Linked DNA regions of Mus musculus: all the other regions are linked to region 6. Evidence: chromatin contacts called from public HiCAR-type and promoter capture Hi-C data. All regions are on one chromosome and are shown on one strand. The core of a region is the stretch at or near the end of the contact, and the rest is flanking DNA. Distances in the headings are between cores, read along the strand shown. Region 1 holds the start of Mfsd13b (major facilitator superfamily domain containing 13B). Region 2 has its middle 20 kb from the start of Il21r. Region 3 holds the start of Gsg1l (GSG1-like). Region 4 holds the start of Il4ra (interleukin 4 receptor, alpha). Region 5 holds the start of Mettl9 (methyltransferase like 9). Region 6 holds the start of Lcmt1 (leucine carboxyl methyltransferase 1). Region 7 holds the start of Xpo6 (exportin 6).

Evidence for each region. Promoter capture Hi-C pulls out the DNA fragments that hold promoters and counts their contacts. HiCAR-type assays count read pairs that join an accessible place to other places.
Region 1: a HiCAR-type map of astrocytes shows a contact between it and region 6, with 2.7 times the contacts expected there. The contact joins the promoter of Mfsd13b here to the promoter of Lcmt1 in region 6. A contact is called at or near these places in 1 of 39 promoter capture datasets (pre-B cells) and 1 of 115 datasets of contacts at active chromatin or transcription factors (astrocytes).
Region 2: a promoter capture Hi-C map of pre-B cells shows a contact between it and region 6, with 5 times the contacts expected there. The contact joins the enhancer-like site here to the promoter of Lcmt1 in region 6. A contact is called at or near these places in 6 of 39 promoter capture datasets (cranial neural crest, hippocampal neurons, liver and 2 more), 2 of 115 datasets of contacts at active chromatin or transcription factors (astrocytes and pro-B cells) and 1 of 9 other capture datasets (liver).
Region 3: a HiCAR-type map of astrocytes shows a contact between it and region 6, with 2.9 times the contacts expected there. The contact joins the promoter of Gsg1l here to the promoter of Lcmt1 in region 6. A contact is called at or near these places in 1 of 39 promoter capture datasets (liver) and 1 of 115 datasets of contacts at active chromatin or transcription factors (astrocytes).
Region 4: a promoter capture Hi-C map of pre-B cells shows a contact between it and region 6, with 5 times the contacts expected there. The contact joins the promoter of Il4ra here to the promoter of Lcmt1 in region 6. A contact is called at or near these places in 8 of 39 promoter capture datasets (the 3T3-L1 cell line, cranial neural crest, embryonic stem cells and 4 more), 1 of 484 Hi-C or Micro-C datasets (muscle stem cells), 4 of 115 datasets of contacts at active chromatin or transcription factors (astrocytes, embryonic forebrain, large pre-B cells and 1 more) and 3 of 9 other capture datasets (adipose tissue, embryonic stem cells and macrophages).
Region 5: a contact with region 6 is called in a HiCAR-type map of astrocytes, with 4 times the contacts expected there. The contact joins the promoter of Mettl9 here to the promoter of Lcmt1 in region 6. A contact is called at or near these places in 4 of 39 promoter capture datasets (the C10 cell line, erythroid cells, liver and 1 more) and 1 of 115 datasets of contacts at active chromatin or transcription factors (astrocytes).
Region 7: a HiCAR-type map of astrocytes shows a contact between it and region 6, with 4 times the contacts expected there. The contact joins the promoter of Xpo6 here to the promoter of Lcmt1 in region 6. A contact is called at or near these places in 1 of 39 promoter capture datasets (pre-B cells) and 2 of 115 datasets of contacts at active chromatin or transcription factors (astrocytes and embryonic stem cells).

The regions. Positions count from the first base shown.
Region 1 is chr7:120,981,103-120,984,404 of GRCm38.p6, reverse strand. It overlaps Mfsd13b (major facilitator superfamily domain containing 13B), which reads right to left and starts at 1,896. Exons shown (of 8, transcript NM_001374644.1): 1 at 1,675-1,896. Cdr2 (cerebellar degeneration-related 2) reads left to right here and starts at 2,093. Exons shown (of 5, transcript NM_007672.2): 1 at 2,093-2,428. The coding sequence starts at 2,353.
Region 2 is chr7:125,581,967-125,585,041 of GRCm38.p6, reverse strand. No RefSeq gene overlaps it. Among named protein-coding and RNA genes, the nearest start is that of Il21r, 20 kb to the left of the region's middle. Within about 2 kb of position 1,566, at least 30 of the 459 cell types and tissues checked have an H3K27ac peak or open chromatin away from gene starts, as enhancers often do. A contact at or near this core is called in pre-B cells and pro-B cells, where this site is marked.
Region 3 is chr7:126,081,002-126,084,006 of GRCm38.p6, reverse strand. It overlaps Gsg1l (GSG1-like), which reads left to right and starts at 1,596. Exons shown (of 7, transcript NM_001101488.1): 1 at 1,596-2,147. The coding sequence starts at 1,829.
Region 4 is chr7:125,550,827-125,553,763 of GRCm38.p6, reverse strand. It overlaps Il4ra (interleukin 4 receptor, alpha), which reads right to left and starts at 1,493. Exons shown (of 11, transcript NM_001008700.4): 1 at 1,436-1,493.
Region 5 is chr7:121,032,790-121,035,977 of GRCm38.p6, reverse strand. Mettl9 (methyltransferase like 9) reads right to left here and starts at 1,533. Exons shown (of 5, transcript NM_021554.2): 1 at 1,003-1,533. The coding sequence starts at 1,167.
Region 6 is chr7:123,376,591-123,379,844 of GRCm38.p6, reverse strand. Lcmt1 (leucine carboxyl methyltransferase 1) reads right to left here and starts at 1,863. Exons shown (of 11, transcript NM_025304.3): 1 at 1,590-1,863. The coding sequence starts at 1,696.
Region 7 is chr7:126,198,860-126,201,901 of GRCm38.p6, reverse strand. Xpo6 (exportin 6) reads left to right here and starts at 1,401. Exons shown (of 24, transcript NM_001311143.2): 1 at 1,401-2,003. The coding sequence starts at 2,001.

The DNA.
Region 1 (3,302 bases), core at 647-3,146, 2.4 Mb after region 6:
CTGAACTATCTGGCCTGTTCTATTTTGATTGGCTTCTGCTTCCTAGTCAGGGTCTTGCAATGTAGCACAGGTGGTATCAACCTCACATGCCTCCTGTCTCCACATCCCCAGTGCTGAGGGCACCACTATACCTGGCTAATATTACTTTGTTACATTTTTGGTTGGCATTCCTCATAAGGAAATTTTTTTTCTCATTTATATCACCATGGATTCATCATTAACAAACTGCAATCTGTTGCTATTACTACTTATTTTGATACTCATGGGCTGGGGACAGTGGCTTGGAACTTCTCCTTGCATGTGAGTGGGCCCTTGGTAGTACCACGGGAGAACAGGAAAAAGAAAAAGGAAGAGGGAGGCAAAAAGAGAAGGAAGTGTATTATTTTGATGCTGTTATTTTTTAACAGTCCCTTCACAATAAGTGTTAGAAACAACACAGCTTTCTTGGGCACAGTTTCTTTGATTCTCATAGCTCTTTGAGCAAAGAGGTCATTTCTCCCCTAAGTGGTGAGCTAACGCCTGCTTTGCTAGTACAAACTGTGGATAGACAATTAGATTTCTAACCCTAGGTTCTTGGTACCTTAAGGTCTATTAAGGAGTCTTTCTTAAGGAATGAAGAGGAAAATCTCGCCAGAACAACATTCCTGTAGGGACAGGGTTTGATGGTTGTGTGCCTTCTATCCCAGCACTCTGGAGGCAGAGCCAGCCTAATCTACATAGTGTGCTAGGCAAAGCTGGGGCTGCACAGTGAGACTCTGTACAAACAACAAACCAACCTCACAATGGGGAGGCTTTCTTGACCTTCACAAGACCATGTTCCCAGGAACAGGTGCATGTTACACTGATCTGAAAAGGAGCATCTTAGGACCCACAAGAATGATGGAGAGTGGCACGCCTAAGGCATCGTTAGCACTGAAAAAAGAAATTAGGGTGAAGTATTCCTTCCTCCAAATTACCCGAGATCTCAGAGAAATAAAAGTATCTCTGAGGATTTGTAGCTTCTTCCTAGCAATTTCTCCTGTTTTAAGCCATAGTAATCTGAGTACACTATTTTAAGGCCACAACTGGTGCTTTTTTTGGATAAGGCAAACTTTCAACTGCTTTCCACTTTAGTTCGGGTGACACTCCGGATCTGTGTGAAGGAGTTAACTTCAGGAGGTTTCTACCAAATCACTACTGCCAAACCTGAGTAATTACTCCCCTCCCCCCCTCAGTTGTCACAGTTCTTCTCCCGTCCTCTGTAGATGCTATCAGTTATAACATCCCCTCCCCCCCTCAGTTGTCACAGTTCTTCTCCCGTCCTCTGTAGATGCTATCAGTTATAACATCCCAAACATCTGCGCCGACCTTTCTGCCCTCTGAGAGTTTCCCTAAGTGAGGTACCCAAATATATTAAAAGTTTAACCCAAGAAACAGTAGTTACGGCTGTGTTAACAAGCTGACGCCGGCAAGCTGGCCACCAAGTGCAATGCCTGATCTTAGGTATTTATCCTGGGCTCTATGAACCTTTAAGAAATTCTATGCAAAACTGTGGCAACTTTTCTCAGGGGAGGCGGCTTCCACTGGCCAGCCCGGGACTCTGGAGTGTGAAGTGGGGTTGGTGACTGCCCTTTTAGGAGTTCATAGCCAGGCCCCTGGAAGGCCAGGGCTCCAAGATTGAGGAGCAGCTCTCACTCAGTAGCGTTCTCTCGGCTTTAACTTCCCGACGGACCATGAGTCTCCCTCCGAGCATCACCGAGGGCAGAGCCAAGGAGAGTTGGCCCGCATCCGAAACCCTCGGGTGGGAAGATGATGACCCGTGCCCAGAATTAGTAGTCCTCGGCACCCGGTGTTCGCCAAAGCCACCTCCACACTCCGGAACTGGAGTGCACTCAACTGAGGAGACGCGACGCAGACAAAAGAGGAGGGGCTGCCGACCGCACCCTCTTCGTCTTTCCCCGCCTCCTTTGTTCCTTCCTAAGCTATTATTGGCTGATGGTCCTCGGACCCGCGACCTTTTTTGATATTCTATTGGCTGAAGTCGCTGTCACTCTATAGGCGGCTCATTCGTGATTGGTCAAGGTGCCTCCCGGGTTTGAATCGTCTCCCCGGCTTTGGGAGGGTTCTGCCAAAGTGCCACGTTGGGCCGGGCAGCAGGCGTGAGGAGCCGGCTCCCGGCGCCACCCGGGGCGCGCTCGCTAGGGCGCCGGCCTTTGGGCGGCGCGGGATAGCGGCGAGAGCTGCTGCGGGACCTGCGTGTCCCGCCCCAGGGTGGCTCTGGCTGAGGGCGGCGGGGCCGGGGGAGAGCCCGGGGCAGCGGCCGAAACGGCAGGGCGGCGGCAGAGCCCGCTGCCCCCGGACGTCCCCGGCGACATGCTGGCAGATAACCTAGTGGAGGAGTTCGAGATGGAGGATGAGCCGTGGTACGACCACCGGGACCTCCAGCAAGGTGAGGGCGAGGTCGCCGGTCGGGAGGGGGGGGCGGGATTGTTGGGGTGGGAGTCCGGGGGTGGCAGGTGTGGAAAGTGCTAGAAAGTTCCTTAGGCTGGAGGTTTGGGATGCCGCGGCCCGGTGCTTCTTGCCCTCACCTGGCAACGGATCCGCCCATCCCGACCGCAGAGAGCAAGCGCGCGCGGCCCACGGCCCTGCGGGTGCGCCACACAGGCTGATGCTCGGTGCTTTAAGAAAGCGCTTGCCGGGTATGAGCGGATGGACCTCTGAGGTGGGCAGGAGTGGACCAGCTTGTCCTGCTCTAGAGGCGAGCTGCTGGCCTGGGTCCGGGTCGTGCTGCCCTGCCTGCCCCACATCGCCTTTCATGGTCCGCAGAGTCTGCAAAGCCGCTGCAGGTGGTGGGAGGGCAGTGCTGCTGTGCGGTACCCGCGCCATCTCTCTGTGAGAGTAAATTTTTTTTTTTTTGTCCCGTTTTCCAGAAAGCAGAGGCTAAAAGATTTAGGTGGATTCCCTAAAGCCGAGTATGAGGAGCCTGTAGACACTGTTCAGTTTCTTAGCATCCCAGTTTACAGCTTACTCAGTTGGGTATTAAACTGTTTTGTTTTGTGTTTTAATTTATTACTTAGCCATCGTTCATCGGGGGCTAAATGAAATTATTCGAGGGCAGCTCTTATCATGCGCTTATCTTTCTTTCGGGTTTTCAATTAAAAATAATCCTGCCTTGGTTTTCTTGCATCGGGGCATCTCCAGAGACAATCTCAAGAGTGCCCCCAGTCTGAAGCCAGTGGCCCATTTTCTTGTACATTCATAGCAGGATTTTGTGTTTGGGGACACTGATAGGCCGGCCCTCAACACCCTGGTAGGCTCCTTTA
Region 2 (3,075 bases), core at 317-2,816, 2.2 Mb before region 6:
GCACACGCATCTGCCTGTCACTCCCCACCCCCACCCTGGATTTTTACATGGGTAAAATGAATGAATCATGCAGTCCTTACGCATGGCAAGCAAGCAAGCACCTTCTCAACTGAGCCACCTCCCTGGGTTCAGAACTGGCTTTTCAAGGTGAATTCTGATGCACATCTGCAATCCCAGGATTTGGGAGGCAGGAGCAAGAGCATGCTTCCAGCACAACCTGGCTCCATGGTAAGACCCTGAACCAAGATAAAATTAAGTACGTTTACTGGCTTGTTTTAAAAGGTTGGTTTTATGCATGTGTGGGTCAAGGGGATGAATTCCTTCAAAGTAGAAGGCTTGCGTTCTGGGACTTCTTTCATTCGCATAGACAGTTGAGCTTCGATAGGAACAGAAAGTGGTGGTTGTAGGAGTGTCAGAAGACTAGGTTTGTCACCTACAAGCCTGTGGAGCCCAAAGAAAGCACCCAGTAAGTCCAGTACTAGTTCTGGGAATGCTCTCAATGGTCAACTTTAACCACATGACTCCCTGTACAAAGCTACCACTGTACCAGGTAGAGAAGGGAATTCTCTGATTGGCTGAGCATGAGACACATGCAGGAGCGTTGGGGGGGGGGGGTTTCATCAGGCCCACAGAAGCCTGTGAACTGGGAGTTACAAGCTGGTCCCCAAGGAGGCCACTCTATCAAGAGGACAGACTGTGATGTGCTAGGGTAGGGTCCTGTGAAGCAGGGGCCACTGGAGACGTGGGGAGGCTGGACAGAGGGAGGCCCACCAGGGAGGCCAGGGTCTAACCCTGCATAATGTGGCAGGGTCACACTAGCTAAGGCTGTAAGAGTTCACAGGTCACAGAGTAGGAAGTGGTGAGCAGTGAGGGAGTGGGGTCTTGGTGTGGGGAGACCTGGCTGTGGATTGCTTCCTGTGTGCACAGCTGCATGCCGTATCTGTGTGCGTGCTCTCTCTCCATCCCTCTCCTTTCCCTGTGTGTGTGCACGCGATCATGGGTGTTCTTGTGTGTACTCACATGTGTGGGTGCCCCTGTATATTCCTGTGAAGGCCAGAGGTCAATATTGTCTTTTTCAATGGCTCTGCACCTGACCTTTGGAGGCAGGATCTCTTATTGAACCTGGAGCTTACTGGCTCCAAACCCAGCTGTCGGTGGCCCCGGGATCTTCCTGTTGCTGCTTCCCTCATACTGGGGTCACAGGTGCGTGGTGCCATCTGGAGTTCTACATGGGCCCTGAGGATCTGAAGTCAGGTTCTCTGGCTTGTTTAGCAAGCACTTTGCCCAAAGAGCTGTTTCCTAACCCCCTTGTTATACTTTTCCTGTTATTAGTCTCTAGGCCTAAAAAAAAAAAAGTTTTGAGTGTTTTATTTAATTAACTTTATTTTCAAAAGAAACTTCATCTCCCCAAGATGGAAAAATGGTATCTTTACCATAAATCGGAGGGAAGTGCAGACAACTGAAACAGAAACCCACACTCCCTGCTGTGGGCTGCTGTACCACCCTGTGGATGATCAGCAGAGGAGAACTGAGAGAGGGCTCAAGGAGAGAGAGCCAGAGAGCCACGGTGAGTTCTGCACTCACTCCACCAGAGGCCCAGTTCTGCTTCAAGACAGTTTTGGTGAGCAGCTACTATGTGTCAGGCTCCATGGTTCTGGGCTCCACGATTCTGTGGCAGTGTGGCCATAGTCAGAAGTCTCAGCACTGCAGCCCACCTTGGAGGAGAAGACCCACTGGAAGAGAAGGAGGAAGGGTCCATAGTGCCCATAATTGTGGTTGTCCATGTGCCATGAGCCTTGTGCCAGCTGGGCTGCTGACATGGCTGAACACTGGCTGTGAAGATGCCCAACAGATGCTGTGGGTGGCTCTGGGGTTTACACAAGGGCACTGAGAAGAGACAGTGGGAGACATCAGTCCATCCGTCATTCATTTACAAGTCACGGTGCCTGTCTCTGTAGGACCAGATTTAGAAAGGATTGTAATTAACTTAGTGGGCGAAGAGGTGGCAGAAGAGAAAGGAAGAGAGGAGGAAGAGGGGAAAGAAGAGGAAGAGGATGGGGGCGTAAAAGAAGAAAGAGGAAGGAGAAATCCAAAGGAGGAGGAAGAGACTGAAGTGGACCACATCCCCTTCCCTCCCCCCTCCCCACCCTGTGGCTGCAGGGAAGAAGGAGGCCCCTGGGTTGGTACTGTAATTTTTATTCTGACTGTAACATTCATTGCTTCCCTGAAAGTATAAACATGTGCACAGGTTCCAGGAACTAGGGCATGCCTAGTTGAAGGTAGCTTCAGAGTTCCTTGTTCCATCCGCTACAACACTGAAGATTGGGTTACCTTTGCAAAGGAATTTCTGTTTAAACAAAAGCACATGGCTTTAGACTCAGGAGGCAGGGTTTGACGATTAGATGATGCGTTCGAGGACTTTTCCCTCTCTGCCGCACCTCATTTGCCTTTATCTTCCATCTCGATACTGTCTCTTCATGACCACAGTGTGGACGACAAAGCACCATACATTACACGCAGAGTGGAAAGAAAACGGCAAAGGACTTTCTCCTGCTGCTTTTCCTGATTAGGGAGGACTGTCAGTGTGGCCTGTGGTCCCATGGTAGCAAAGGACAAAAAACCATGTAGAGTGACTTGGGCCTCGGTGGTCAGCTGGAAATCATGGCAGAACTGTAGCAAGGAGGGTAAGTCAGAGTAGCCAGAACTCATCAGAGGCCCAAGGGACAGACACAAAGGACAGTGTGCAATACAGATGTGTGCCCAGACCACAAAGTCATAACATTACAGAGTGGTGCTCTATATGAGGGCCTGGATCTGGGTCTGCATGGAAGGAGCTGGGACAGAGGACCTGGACCTATGAGAAGTTGGTGCTATGTAATGGCAGAGGGATTGGGGTGGTTCTGCAGTGGAGTTCTTGCCTGCTGTGAGGACCTCTGCTCATGACCCCAGCACTGTAAAGGAAAAACAGCCAAGAGTCACTCTGCACATAGCCTATGGCGAGATGGGGACATGTGCAGACACAGGGTGGTGACAGCGGGGCACATTTTATCCTGGACTTGTGCTGTCTTTGGGATT
Region 3 (3,005 bases), core at 347-2,846, 2.7 Mb before region 6:
TTCCTCTGGGTGTTACTTAAGAAGAGTAGTCCCTGAGACTTTTCCTCTGGGCTCTCCTTGCTTTGAACTCCTCCCCGCTTCCCGCCCCAGAACAGGGTTCCCAGCTTGAAAGAAACGTGCCTTGCCACATGAATACTAACTGAGTCTCAAGGCCAAGGAAGTGTCACGTCAGTGCACACCCCAGGGCTGCATTTAAACGTGGACAGGCTCAGATGATACATATTGCATGCCTGTTGAGGGCAGCAGATTCCTTGTGGTCGTTCATTCACATTAACCAATACTCGAATGCACCATTGCAATCCAGAAGTTCTCCTGAAAATAGTTAGAAACTCCTTGTTTGGGGCCAGAAAGAAGCTCTGATAAGCAAGTGCAGGGCTCCCCTGGCTGTCCTCACACCAGCATTGCTTTAGTCTCTCCTGCCCCCAGGCAGAGTGGCAGCAGCTGGCAGTGAGTGGGGCTCACCCACAGGAGTAAGGCAATTCGTAATCTGTTAACCTTGAATTCTGCAAAGCCTGCCACTCGGCAAGCTGGGGGTGGCTGGAGTCATTCTTGGCTTGGGCAGAATTCAAATTAGCTCCTGCAATCAATGTGCAATTAATGGTTGCACACCCTGGGCATCCAGGCACTGTGCCCCATGCAGTGGGAAGAGTGAAGGGTGTAGCTTCATCTTAGAGCAGAGGTGGGGTTGGGGGTGCTCACAGATGAGCAATCCTAGTTTGAGAAAGAGATGCTAAAAAGGTCTGAGTTTCGTCAACTCCTTGGCCCAGATATTCCTAATAGTGTCAGCATTTACTGAGTGCCTACTGTGTGCCAGATGCCTTCCCCACCTCTGGCTCTGGAACACATTCTTTCCTTTTTATAGATACAGAAATCGAGGGTCAGAGAGAGCAAGTGTCTTGTTCAAAGTCACACAGCTGGTCGAGTCCTGGATTTAACTGACTGCAAAGTCAGGATGGTTAACCAACCCTGCCCGGCCAGTCTTAAGCATTCAGCATTCGCAGACCTGCAGGACACCACCTTTTGGCGACCACGACTTGCTGTTCTTTTTGTGGCCTCTTGAGTCATGTTCTGGGTCTCTGGTGTGGATAGCCTGGGTGGAGAAGCCCTGTTTGTCACATCCTATGCTCGCTTCCTTGTGCAGGCTGCCTCTTTGCAAGCTCTCTGCCCTCCTGTGTGGTGACAGAGAGCCTGTGGATAGGAATTGGTCTCAGATAGCAAGGGTGAGCAGGGACAAGCCTTTCAAACGCTGAGGCTCTGCATCCCCATCCCTTCCTAAGCTCCAGATGGGTCTTGCAGCCTTTGCAGAGGCCCCTGACAGTCTAAAGACCCACAGAAGCTGCCTTGTCACTTATCTGGCAGGGCTGTGTGGGTCTGGGTGAGAGGTCTTCTCCTGCCTTGAGTGAGGCTCCTTTGGGAGCGTCTTGCCTGGGATCTCTCACTTGTCCCTCTCCACTCCCGCGCGGATCTGTCCCCCGCCCGCGCCCAGCGTGGCGCGCCCCCTCTCCGCGCGCGGGCGGGCGCTGAACAGTGTCGCCGGCCGCCTGCAGGTGTCTCCCCACGGAGGGGCGCGCGTCCCTGCGCCGTGGCCGCTGCCAGGCGCCCGCGGCTGCTCGCCGAAGCGCACTCGCGCTCCGGGCTCCGGGCGCGCTGGTCGGCTCCACTCTGCGGCCCCAGTCGCCCCGCGTCCTCGTCGCCCCGCGTCCCCGCCGTGGGCCATGGGCCTGCGCCGCGAACACCGTCGCCGACCGCAGGCACCTGAGCCCCGGGGCGGGCGCTGACGCGGGCACCGCTGCCAACTTCGCGCGGAGCTGCGGGCGGCGCGGGCGGCATGAAGACGAGCCGCCGCGGCCGAGCGCTCCTGGCCGTGGCCTTGAACCTGCTGGCGCTGCTCTTCGCCACCACCGCCTTCCTCACCACGTACTGGTGCCAGGGCACGCAACGGGTGCCCAAGCCTGGCTGCGGCCAGGGCGGCGGCGCCAACTGCCCCAACTCGGGCGCCAACGCCACGGCCAACAGCACAGCCGCCCCCGTCGCCGCGAGCCCGGCCGGCGCGCCCTACAGCTGGGAGGCGGGCGACGAGCGCTTCCAGCTGCGCCGTTTCCACACTGGCATCTGGTACTCGTGTGAGGAAGAGCTCGGTGGCCCGGGTGAGTGCTGGCGCGGGGCTCCCCGGGGACGCGCGCCCGCTGGTCCCGGACCGGGGAGGTGGCGCGTCCCGGTCCCCCGCGCGCGCACCCTGGCTGCGAGTTCCAGTGCGTGCGGTCCCTCTTCGGCCTGAAGTCATTTCCCCGTGTACCCCTCCTTGCTCCCATCCGCCCGTCTCAGCTCGGGAGGTGATAGTGGGGGCCGGGGACCTTTGCTGTAGGCAACCCTTCCCACCGCAGATCTCCGGGGCCAGGAACCCAACGGTTCTGCTACTCTCAAGCTGCGCTAAACGTCTACGATAGGGCTGGAGAAAGCAGGGGATAGAGGAGTCTGATGAGCACCCTTATGTCCTTCCACTAGCCGGGGTATCCTGGAGCCCTCCCAGGAGTGGATGCGGGAGTGGATGGTGTGGGAGGGAGGGAGAGAAGGGAGGCAGGCGGGAAAACAGGCAACTTAGGCACTGGAGCTGAGGGATCCTGGCTTAGCACAAGTCTCTTTCAGAACTGGGGAGGGGGCAGGCTTTTCAGAAAGTAGACCGACACTTCTGTCCCCTCACCCAGACATATGGGGCTGAAGTGAATACCCCCAAAAGATAGCAAGTCTGGAGCACTCAGGGGACCTCTGCCTGATAGGGGACTGTGCCATATGGTGGGTGGTACTGGCTATGGATTCAACCCACAGCTTTCGGGTAGTAAGCCACTGTTCTGGCAGGATCCCTTTGGAAGCGCCGTCTCCCCCTTTATGTAGCTGTATCTTCCTCACACTCAGCATAGTCTAAAAGCCTCCTGTCTAAAACTTCTTGCTTCCACAAGCCTGATCCTCCCACACCACAGCAGCCACGGAGCACGGTAGACATGTGC
Region 4 (2,937 bases), core at 244-2,743, 2.2 Mb before region 6:
GATGAAGGAACACACAAGGAACAAATCAAGCCTTTGCTTGGTCAGGAGCTCTGGCTTTCAACCTCCACGCCTCACTTGCCATGTGGGCCTCCTGTGCCATGGGGACCGTGGCAAGCTCCTTTGTACACATGCCAAGTGTGAGTGTGTACCCCAGCTAGGTCCCAGCCCCAGCCCCCAAAGGCAGAAAAGTAGGGTGTGGCGTGGGTGAATGCAAGCATTCTCTTCTTTCATCCCCGATTGTGGCAGTCATTGTGCCTGCCTCAGGGACAGTCTCCCTGGCCACCTGGCCCTCCCCAGTCTGGGATGGCACTGTATTAAGACCCCAGCACAGCCCAAATACTGCAAACCCTCAGATGGTCACAACCTTGCCCAATTACCAGTGTGTGATCATTTGGGCGACTCACTTGGGTTTCCCCATCCTTACCCTGAAGATCCAGGAGCAGGGCCAGGACTACGAATCCTTCCTACGACTTCCCTGAGCCTCAAAGCAAGGAATTCAGGGGCTCCTGCAGCGCTGTCTCCCTTTCCACATATCTAGCCCCTCTTATGTCAGCGAGGTGGCACACGGAGCCGTCCCACCTTCTAGTTTTTGCCCATGCTGTACCCACAGTTCAGCATGCCTTCTCTTGTCTCTGATTCTCGACCTGCCAAAGTGTTCTCCCACACCCCAAACTGACTCAGGAGCTGTACTGCCCAAGGAAGAGGTGCCCTGCTTGCCCAATACACTCCCTGTCTTGTGTGTCTATCCCTCAGTCAGAGAGCACAGCCTAAAACAGCAAGCAGAGCACAGACGAGCTGGGGAACACACACACAGTGGTCACCTCCCCTCTCTGCCTCAATGTCCCCTTAAGCGGTCATGACTTCCCTGGCTGATTCCTAGAGGCCTTACCAGGACTGTGGAATCCCATTACTCTCTTCTGGCCAAACATATTCTCAAGTCTCAGTTTCCCCATAAGACTTTAGGATGGGACAAATGTCCCAGCAAATGCCCCCAGACTCTCAAAAGACCACCTGTAGAAGGAAGGCCACATTGAGCCTCACACCTCCCAAAGGGCTGGAGAAGGGCAGGACCCAGGAGTGCTGGCTTGGGGGCAGACGGAATCACAGACTAGCTGGCTTATACAACGTCCAGTTTGCCACAATAGTCAGGTTTCTGGGTTACTGAACCGGAACCTGGGAGGAGCCTGGTAGTCCGGGCTTCTACACAAAGATCCCTAGGACGTCTTTGTGGGGACCGGACCGCCGAGGCTCCCTGAGTTCTAGCGCGTGAGTTGTCTACTTGCTTGACCCGCGCCCGAAGGCAGCCGACCCTGGCTGAGCGAGGAGCCCAGCAGCCCCATGCCCACCCCAGGTTCCGCGGGCTCTGGTTTCAGGCCAGATCGGTTCTGTAGCCACCACTGCCCGGTCCCCAGGCTTCCCCACCGCCCGTTCCTACCTGCGAGTTCAGGCTCCACGCGCCGCGCGGGGCTTTCCTGCGAGAAGGACCTCGCCCCGCTTCCTACGCCGCCTGGTGTCCCTTATTTACATGCGACGCCCCACCCCGTGCACGGTCATTTACATGCCCCGCCCCTCACCCAGCTCATTTTCACCCGCAGTCCTCCGGACTTTGCCTGATCGCTGGCTTATTTGCATGCCCCACCCCACGCGTCCGCAGCTGTCCAGAGCTCCAGCTTTTAAGTCCCACGACTGCGGGACTCGAATCTTTGCCCTTTCCCTACAGACCAGCTTGGCTTGTGTTTGCGGCTGTTGCTCATTTTCCCAATGTTTACTCAGCGTCTGTGCCAGAAAGCAAAACAACTCATCAATTAAGAGCGAGTGTCTCCTGCTAGGTTCAGGCAGGAACCTTGCTGCTACTACCAAGAGGGAGTCATGCGCAACTATCCCTTTTCAGATGAAGAAGCTGAGGCATGGATCTGTTAGGAAACTTGCTTAAGGGTTGATGAGATGGCCCGCAAGCCTGAGAGTGCAAGATCTATCCCTAGAAACCACGCAAAAGTGAAAAGAAAGAACTGACATCACGAAGTTGTTCTCTCGCCCACAGCAGCGCAACTGTGACCAGCCTTGCCTTTGCTAGCTAAGCCATCCCATGGGCTTGCCATCCTGTTTTGAGCATTATGGATTGGGTTGGCTTAGTTTTTTGCTTCTTGTGACAGGATCTTGCTATACAGCTTTGGCTGTCATATTGTAGCACAGTCTGAACTTGAAGTCACAGTAATCCTGTCTCAGCCTCCCAAGTAGGATTGCAGATACAAGCCACCACATCTTGCTGTCTTCTGAGTCTGCAAGCCATCTTTTGATCCCTCCTGGCTGGCCACTTGTCTTCATGTGACTGGATTGTATGACCCTTGCCCAGGGGAGAGGGGACTATGTGAGATACATCGATATGTGACAGAAACAGGCTGGCCTGTGATGGTGCTTGGGACCAGCCCTGCTTGGCTCAGGTGCTCAGAGAAGCTCAGCAGAACTAGGCCGAGAAAGCAGCTGGGCTGGAGCCTGCGTGCCTGGTTGTGAAATCAGAATCTAGACAGTGCTGACAGACCGGAAAGCAGCAGGAAGGCCAGCACACATGTGGTCAGGGAAGGCATTTGAAAATGTTCAGGGGCACAATGATGGGAATTCTTAGCACTCCTCTTTCAAAAAACCTTTCTATGTATCTAAGTTGATGTCAGGACAGAGCCAAGGATACTGGCCAAGAAGACAGACAATAGCAGGAAGCTTATATTCCCTCCACAGTCCCAGACTTCCTAAGTGACCACTCTGTTTGGCCCAAGAGTGGGCTGGGAGCCCCAGATAATCCAGGCTCTTCTTCCAGTTTAAGGGCTTCCCGAGCTTGCCTCCTTCCAAGCTTGGAGCGCATTCCAGCACAGCGGATGGAGCTGCCTTTGAGCTTACCTCAGTGTTTAAGAGTAGACTATTTTTGAAACAGATGTAGTGTGA
Region 5 (3,188 bases), core at 284-2,783, 2.3 Mb after region 6:
AATCTTAATGCTGTTATACATAAAAAGGTGAGGTCCAAATAACACAAGGAATCATTCCTTACATCTCTCTGTAAAAGCAAGACATACTAAACTCAGGCTTTTAGAAAAAGCGCAAAGTTTGTCTAAATTCAAAGGCTTCTCTTCTGTGACTGCAAGGTTAACCACAAACTACTTACGGTCAAATGCAAACTACCTCCCTCTTAATTCAACAGCTGACCCATGCATGTTTCTTTAAGTGGTACAAATAGCTAATGAAAAGACCATCCAACCCCATCCAACCGGTAGAACCCCCACGGCTCACAATCCATTCATTAGCTACAAGAATTCACTGCTGAACAGTTCAGATTTTTTAAACCTCTCCGTTTAAAGCTTGCATCATCTTCCTCCTCATCCCAACCTCTCTGGTCAGCTCACTAAACCCAAGTTGAAAGGACACGTCTCATAGGCAGAGGGGGAGGAGAGTTCCTAGGCTGGGAGCCCAGACCTGTCAAACACATTTTTTTAAGTGCTTCGGGGAAATGTCAGCCGAAATGTTCACGAGGCCCAGTTTAATGTCTTTAGAACCCTTTGTATATCCAGAGATTCGGCCAGACAAAAAGAGACCGGCTTTCGGTTTTGTCCCTCGGGGGGGTAGAGGAAGGCTGGCTGGGTGAGAGCTGGGGCAGTTTTCTGCTCAGGCCCCAGTGCCAGTTGGGTGGCCCTACCCAAAGTTGCTCGGGTCCTGAGGGCGGACGCGGACGCCGCCGCCGGCCTGGGAACAATGCGGGGCTTCGGGGCGCCCACGCTGGGGCCCGGGGAGCCAGGCAGCAAAGGCTGTCCCCCGCCCGCGCCGCCGAACAAAAGGCGCCGTGGGGCCAGCGCCCGGGCCGGGAAAAGTTTGTGAGAGGCCGGGGCCGAGGCCCGAGCGCGCCGCCCCGCACAATGGCCCGGCCGAGCGCGGGAAGGCCGAGCGCCCCGCCGCGCCGCGCCACGCCCCCGCTCCGCAGGGCTGCGGCCCAGTACCTGGTGCGTGTCCTTCCCGCCGCCCGCGGCCGCCGCTGGCCCGCCGGGGCCGCTAGTCATGTTCACGTACAGGGAGCGGGAGAGCGGGCTCCGCAGCGTCCACATCCTCCGCGCCAGCCACACGGACGCCAGGCTCAGGCACAGCCAGCCCGCCAACAGTCTCATCGGGGGGCCGCGGCCGCCAGCTCGGATCACCGCCGGGCCCAAGCCCAGGAGGAGGAGGAGGAGGAGCCGCCGCCTCCGGCCACCGTCGTCGCCGCCGGAGCTCGAGCCATCGCCGCCAAGTCGCCCGTGCAGCCCCCTTCGGGGCCGAGGCAGAGGGAGGGGGAGATGGCGCGGGAGGGGGGGCGGGGGAGGAGCGGCAGGCGCGCGGCCTTCTCACGTCCCCCGCGGCCCTTCCCAGCCCGGAACGCCAACGACTCCAGGTCGTGTTTCCACCCGGTGCACGTACAAACGCAGGAGGGGCGTCCTCCCTGCCCAATGAGCGGAGACCGGGAGGCCCGGGAGTTGGGAGAGAGGGCGTGCACGTCCTCCGTGGCGCCGCCTGGACTCATAATGGCGGAAGATCCGGGGGAGACTTCCTAAAGGGGCTACTAGAGTCTGGCCCCTCCGAGGAGGGGTCTGCAGGACTTCCGGGCTTGTCTTGCCTTAGTAACTACCCTGTGGGCCCCTCGATTACACCTTTGACCTAATTGTTCCCATTGACACAGACCCAGGTTTATTCGATAGACCCGCGCTGCCCTTCTTGCTACAGTCTTGACCGTCTATTTAATAATTTCCATCTGGGGTCAGCGAACCTGACTCCCAACTCCAAAAGCCACCCGATAGCTGCAAAGCAGAGAATCGAGGGGGAAAGAATCCCACCGCCACTCCCAGTCCCGGTGTTCCCAAGCCTGAGAAGCGGCTGTCACAGGTCTAGTGAAGCCCTCATGAGTGAAAGCTCTGCCTTTGTTGGAAACTGTTGCTCCTGGAGCACTCAACGAAATGTGATGGAAAATAGCATCTGCTGGACAACGAAGGCCACAAGTTAGTCCTGGCTGCCATGTTTCCTTGCAAGTTAGTCCTGGCTGCCATGTTTTCTCAAGCTGATAGAAGTTGGACCAGACATTCTTAAAATGTGCTCGGTCTGGGGAGATTTAGCCAGATATTTCTTAGATCATTTATAGCAGGAAGAAGCCCAATGTTTCTAAAATGAGGGTCATGAGATGTCGTTGTGTCTCAACTGTTGCTACTAAGCTACAGCATATTTCCTAGCCCAGCTACTCACACCTTCCTAGGTTTGTTAGAATATGCTTTTCATTTGACAGCGACAGATTCTGTACATTAATTTTAAATTAATTATAAAACAAATTTATCTTTACGTTAATTTCATCACACTACACTGAAGAGATTTCCGTTTATGAAATAATGACCCCTGGATGAGAAATGGCATTCCTTATCACAAACTCCTTAGGTGTTAAAGTATCTATTTACCATCTTTCGTTAATAAGAATATTTTGTTACCTAATGTGCATAGAATATAACAAAATACTTTGTCTTCTCTCATTCTGGTATATTCCCTGACATCTCTCCAAGTTGGGTGTTAAACCCAAGACTATACCTTACTAAATTGAGCTCAACTTTCTAGAAGTACTGGTCCAACATACTTAAAAGAAGCTATAATAGTGAATGTAAATGACTGTATTATGTCCCCTCTTTGAGTTCCAATAAAGCTCTTCTGTATCAAACCAGAGTCTTCACCTTTTTAAGTAAAGAGGAGATACAACAAGAGTGCATAAACGGGCATATTTCATTTCTAAAGACAAAGGATACAGAAAACTGTGTCCTAAGATTAAGCTTGCTTAACCACAGCTCCAAGACTTCAATCCTAAATGTATCCTCTAAACAAGAAGCAAAGATACATCTGATAGGATCTGAAGAATTTGGGGTGAACTTGACAGCTAAGACACCTACCAAATTTTGCTTTATGCCTGAGCAGCTCACCTAAAAAAATAAATTACCCTCACATTCAAACTACTCTATAATCACAAACTACTTGTGTAAGTGTGATTTACATTTAGGAAGCACAGGAAGAAAGCAAAGCACAGCATAAGCAAATGAAGAAGCAAATATGATAGCAAACCTTTTTATAGAGGGTGGTATCCCAGCTCCTGGCTTTTCGATCCATCCAAGAAGCCTTGCTGTCT
Region 6 (3,254 bases), core at 614-3,113:
GATAGCGGGTGTCTTCCTCTATCACTTTCCACCTTATTTTTTGAGACAGGGTTTCTCATTGAACCTGGAACTTGCCAATTTAGCTAGACCAAGTTGGTCAGGGAGCTCCAGGGAACCCCTTGTTCCCAATCCCCAGGATGGGGGTTACAGGCATATGAGCTCAGGTCACAATGGTTGCACAGCAAGCACTTTCCCAACTAAGCTCTCTCCCCAGCCCCTACTTCAGAGACAAGAAATCTAAGGCAAAAAAAAAAAAAAAAAAGTTAGGGGGCTGGGGAGATGGCTCAGTGGGTAAGAACACTTTTTGTACAAGCCTGAGGACTGAGTTGGATCCCCAGCACAATAAAAAAGAAGGGCATGGCTTTTCACGCACCTGCAACCCGTGATGGGGGCTGGGGGCAGGAAGACTGCTGAGGTCTCTAAGGTTTGCTCCTTACCTAACCAGTCTGGCTGAAAAGGTGAGAGATCTTATCTCAAGGGAACAAGGCAGAACGATAGAGCAGGATACCCAACATCCTCCTCTAGGATGCACAGGTAGTCACCCACACATGCATGCCCCCAACACACACACACATACACATTAGGAACTTGCCCAAGTTTATATAGCTTAGGCAGTCTGGCTCCAGGACTGATGCTTTAAATCCCATTGCTTAGTTTCTAAGACCCTACAAAGAGTGCAACACTTCATTCCAAAACTTGTATTCCCCACACTATAACACCTCTCTGGCCCCCAGCCCACGCCTCTCTCCAGGGCATTGTCCTAATTGTTCCAAAGCCCACACTCGTCCCTAGTTCTGAACATTGTCCTACTTCCCTGTCTCAGGCTTTTTCTTGCCAGTTTAAACATCCCTGGATAAATTTCAAACTCTAAAGACATCTCCAAGAGCCCAACACTAAAGTATGAGTTTACTGCTCCTCCCAACGAGGCTGTGAGTCTAGTATGTCAACACCATGTCTGTTTTGCTCCTTTAAGTATTTGCAATCACTGAAAGCAAACCCTACCAATTAGCTCAAAGTAAGGCACAGTGTACTGTCTCAATAGCTTTGTTGCAGGAATGAAGGACATGCAAGCTTTATGTTTTCTTGTGCACTGACAAGACCCACCACCACCACCTACTACAACTCCATAAATACTGTGACCTATGTATAGTGCTGATTCTACAAACACTGCGGGTGCTGGGACCTGCAATCTACCCCTCCCTCATAGACTTGAGCTTCAGCTGCACAATGGGGAATAATGACCAATTTCAACAGGATTGTAACCTACCAAGCAAAGTTCCTTTTCTAACCCAGCAAAGCTGTAGTTATTACTTGCAACACACCCTGTCTTTCCTGAAGGCTAAGATCTTGCAAGCTTTGTTCAGAGCCTTACTCCCAGTCGTGGTACCCCGGGTTCACACACACTCGTTAATTGTGACTTAAATGAACCTCTCCCTGCTCCGTGCACTTCCCAGGTGTGAAGCCAGGGCCGCTCCAGATGAGTGCGACAGCCCCTTCCCAGTGTCCTAGCGTATGCCTTGGTCAGTGGCCCTCTAGCCACCTAGGCTCGGGACACCAGCTCCCATCCCAAACCCAGCGCCCCCAGGCACCTCTTGCAGAGAGAAGCATCTTCGCAGGTGCCGCGCACTCCCTCGTCGTCCAAGTCACAGCTCGACGAGCAGGAAGAGAACGAGGACTCCCTCGAGCTGGAGGCCATGTGCGTGGGATGTTCTGGGGTGCGGCACCCACCAGGGACATGGAAACGGGGAAACGAGCAGTGGGGGAAAGAGGCAAGAAACAGGCACCGACTAAAGCTGCAAAGATAAGGCGCGATAGGCGGGCGCTGCTCAGTGACGCCGCCCCCGCACCGCCCACCCACCTTTCAGCTGACTGGCTCCCGGGACATGACGTTTGTCGGACCAAGTTCCTCGTCCAGTCAGACCATTGGAGGATTCTTTAGGCTCCGCCCGCACAACCCGGAAGTTTCTAGAGAGCCCGGACATGCTGGTGGCGCCGCAATCCTTTTTGGGAAATGTAGTCTTAGTGGCTTCTTGTCGCTCAGTAACTTACAAACACAGTCAATTCAGGGCTGAAGGGCAGAGAGTCCACCCAAAAGAAGCAAGTTTAATGTATTAACTTTCTGTCTCCATTTAGATCATTCAACACTGTAACAAACTTCTAGTCGGGGAGTCAACACTGTGTCAGGTCCTGTGCTAATCAATGCCTTTGAGATGTTAGGAAGTGACTAGGAACATAGCTCAGAGCGCTCGCCTGGGAGTAGGGTTCTCAGAAAGAAAAGGGGGAAAAAGTTGTGAAAGAGAGAGTTGTGAAGAACAAAATGGAAAACTTTGTAACCATGAGAGTAAATTGGGGATGGGGCTACAAAATTTCTTGAACTCTGTTTCAGAATCAACAGATGTAATCAAAATAGTCTGCGGGACTGAGGAACAAGTGAATAGAAATCAAGGTTTAGGTGACATGAATGGGGAAGGTGGGGGAAGAGAAACCAGTGAAAGGACAGAGGGAGGACAGTTTCTCAAATGAGTAAATATGTTTCATAATTGTGCGTGTGCAGTGTACTTTACAGGTATTCCATAATGGATCACTATAAAACTCTAAATAAAATTGAAGGGTTATTTTCTATTTTGTTTGTTGTTTGGGAGAGAGGAAGGGATAAGCTCTAGCTTTAAGAAGTCTAAATCATACCCATAAAAATTCTGTGGCGATAGGGCAGTGATAAACACTTGCCCACCCTTTCCAGGGTTTTTGGATCTGAGCTCAGAAACACACACACACACACACACACACACACACAGAGAGAGAGAGAGAGAGAGAGAGAGAGAGAGAGAGAGAGGAAGAGAGAGAGAGAATGTTTGGGAAGCGAGAGCAATAGGATCCTTTGAGCCTAGTGTTGGAGGTCAGCCTGGATAATATAGCAAGACTATATTTCAAATTAAAAAAAGAAAAACTAGATGAGTTCTCCTATAATGAAGCCTGGCCTTTAACTCACTGTGTAGCCAAAAATGACCTTGAACTTCTAATTCAATGACCTTGAACTTCTGGTGCCTACACGTCTCCAGTGCTGGGATTGTAGGTATGTGTAACCACATGTAATTTGTACACTATTGAGGCTCAAACCCTGAGTTTAGTGCAATCTAGAAAATATTCTACCAACTGAGCTACATACTGACTCAATTCCTTAAAAAAGAAAACAGCAAATCAACCTATATATGTTCATATATTTTGTTTTATTTATTATTCACTGGAGACACAAG
Region 7 (3,042 bases), core at 152-2,651, 2.8 Mb before region 6:
TGTGGACTGCCTGAGACCTAATGTGTGTGTGTGTCCCTGTGCAAGCATGATACTAGTGTGGTCAAAAGACAACAATTTGTGGTAATTTATTTTCTCCTTCTTCAATTGGGTTTTGTTTTAGTCACTGTTTTATTGCTGTGAATATATACCATGACCATGACAACTCTTGTAAAAGAAAGCATTTAATTGGGGGCTTGCTTCCAGTTTCAGATGGTCCGTCTATCATCATGGCAGGGAACAGGTCGACATGCATGGTACTGGAACAGTAGCTAAAAGATACATCTGATTCACAAAAGGAGACTGGGTTTGCCATTGGCTTTTTTTTTAAATGTTTATTTATTTATTTATTTATTTATTTATTTATTTATTCTATGTAAGTACACTGTAGCTGTCTTCAGACACTCCAGAAGAGGGCATCAGATTTTGTTACAGATGGTTGTGAGCCACCATGTGGTTGCTGGGATTTGAACTCAGGACCTTTGGAAGAGCAGTCGGTGCTCTTAACCACTGAGCCATCTCACCATCCCTGCCATTGGCTTTTGAACTCTTTTTTTTTTTTTTCTGAGACAGGGTTTCTCTGTGTAGCCCTGGCTGTCCTAGAACTCACTCTGTAGACCAGGCTGGCCTCGAATTCAGAAATCTGCCTGCCTCTGCCTCCCAAATGATAGGACTAAAGGCAAGCTCCACTACTGCCCGGTGACTTTTGAACTCTTAAGGCCCACCCCGAGTGACACACATTTTTCCAACAAGACCACACCTAATCATTCTAATCGGTTTCAAATAGTGCCACTTCTGATGACTAAGCTTTAGATATGGGATAGGCATTCTTATTTAAACCAGTACAGGTTCTGAGGATTGAACTTAGATTGGGTTGTCAGACATAGTGGCAAGTACCTTTAAAGGCTGAGCCATATCCCATAAAAACTTATTTTATTTACATGCATGTTTGTGTACCTATATATGTGTATGCTATGTGAGTATGGGTGCAGGTGTCTCCAGAGTCCAGAAGAGGGTGTTGAGTCACCTGGTGTTGGAGTCTGGAATTAGGGATGAAGCCAATTTAGATCGTGACACTAAGTGTTTCAATTTCATCCTGTGACACTTTCTGGTCCTAGGACCCAGAACTGTGGACTGAATGAATAAGATCCCAGGAGAGCACAGACCAGCATCGCCGAACTTCTAGTCCGGTGTCAGGGTCCGGAAAGATGCTCAGAAAAGATTTGCGGAATGAATGAGTGAAAAGAAACGAAAGGGAAACCTTTCCTTTACCAAAATGGCCGCGTGTCCCTTTACCAACGCGGCGGTCCCTGGCCTCTTGGGCGGGGACGTGGTGGGCGGGGCCAGTGAACAGTCAGGTGCGGCCCCGCCCTCCTCTGCCCTCACTTGATTCCGGATTGGTCCGGTTCCAGCGCCGCAGCAGGCCGCGGGCTGAGGGGCCGCCTGGTGCTCGCCACTTCCGGCGCGTTGGGCTGTTGGCAGAGGGTGGCCGCGAGGGGCGAGCCGCGGCTACTGGTGGCGCGCAGGGATGCGGAGGGAGCCCGCCGCGAGGACAGAGGTGGCGAGGACAGCAAGGGCCCGCGGGCCTCTCTCCTGAGCCGGCCGCGCCGCCCAGGCCCAGGCAGCCTCTGCCCCTTCAGTCTCGGCTGAGGCCCGTCGCCGCCTCGGGCCGCGGAGGCCGGGGAGTCCCTGCCTGGGCCCGCAGCCTCCCTCTCGGGGGTCGGGCCCAGGCGGGGGGCCTCGTGTAGCCGCCTCTGAACCCCATTTTCTGCTTTTGCGTTTCCCCGGGGTGGGCCGAGGTCTGGATGAATCGCTTCGGGGGGTCCCCGAAGGGGCCCGTGTGCTCCTTTTAAAGGTGCCGGCGGGGCCCGGGTAGGGAACCGGTTGTCTTTGCATGGGCGGGGGACTCCCCGAGCCTGCCGGGACCATGACCTGAACTGTGCGAGCGGGACACGACGGATCCCAAGAGCTAGCTCACCTGAGCCATCCCCTTCCCGGCCAGCATGGTGAGTGGGTCCAGGGACCGGGTTGGAGGGGTGGCAGTGGGCCTCAGAGCAGCTGAGCCATCTCTTCTTCCCTGAGGCGGGGAGAGGCGCGTGCGAGCCTGGCCGGTGACACATGCGTGCAGGGTGTGCAACCGGCTGTACGCTCCCATTGCCCCCACCCCCACCCCCACTGGATGTCTTGAGTAGCGCCACGGATACAACCCCCTGCCTCACTGTTGGCTGTGCCCTTGTGCAGCAAGTCGTGATTATCAGTATCATTTATTTATTGATGGCATACTGTGTGTCATTTCCTTTGCTAAGTCAGTGGTATGTATTTTGTTAGTATATCAACCCCCTGATTGGAAATGGGGGATACTTGAGGCAAGAAGCAGTTAATTACTCTGCCCAAGGTCAGTTGACTCTTTTGGGTTAGTAGCACTATTTGAACATAAGCAATCTGTTATAGAACTGGCTGGATTTTTGGAGACCATCTGTCCAGCGGTAGGTTTGCGTTTGCAGAAATCTAAAGTAGTATTTGTAGAGGTTACTGGTTACGGATACAGACGATGGCAGAGTCAGCAGTGGGGTCTTTGGACATCTTGGTTGCTGTTCTTTTTGTTTTCTGCTCTGGCCTTTTCCTTGGAAAACTATGCATACTTTCAGGTCCCACTAAAAAAAACCTCTCTGAAAGGAAAATACCTCCTCTTCTTGCAGGCTTTTTAGCTTTTCCATAGTCCTTGGGGTTTGTGTACTCAGAGCAGTTGGTTGAGTGCTTGTCTTTTGCCATTTTAATGTTTCTGAGCCTTATCTGCCCATCACAGTAGGCAAGGTGAAGTTAGTCCTCTGATTCTTTATCTGCCTCAGTTTGGCATCTAGCCCATGATGAGTGAGTGCCCAGCCTGGGTTTGAGCACTGATCCCCCCCCCCCCCCCCCACACACACACACACATTGCCTGGCGATTAGAGGTGTATTGAGATGTGGCTGGTGCACCTTTTTAATGCACACATCAGACCAGACTGTCAAACTCTTAAGGGGTGGGAGGGTGGGTGGGGTACATAA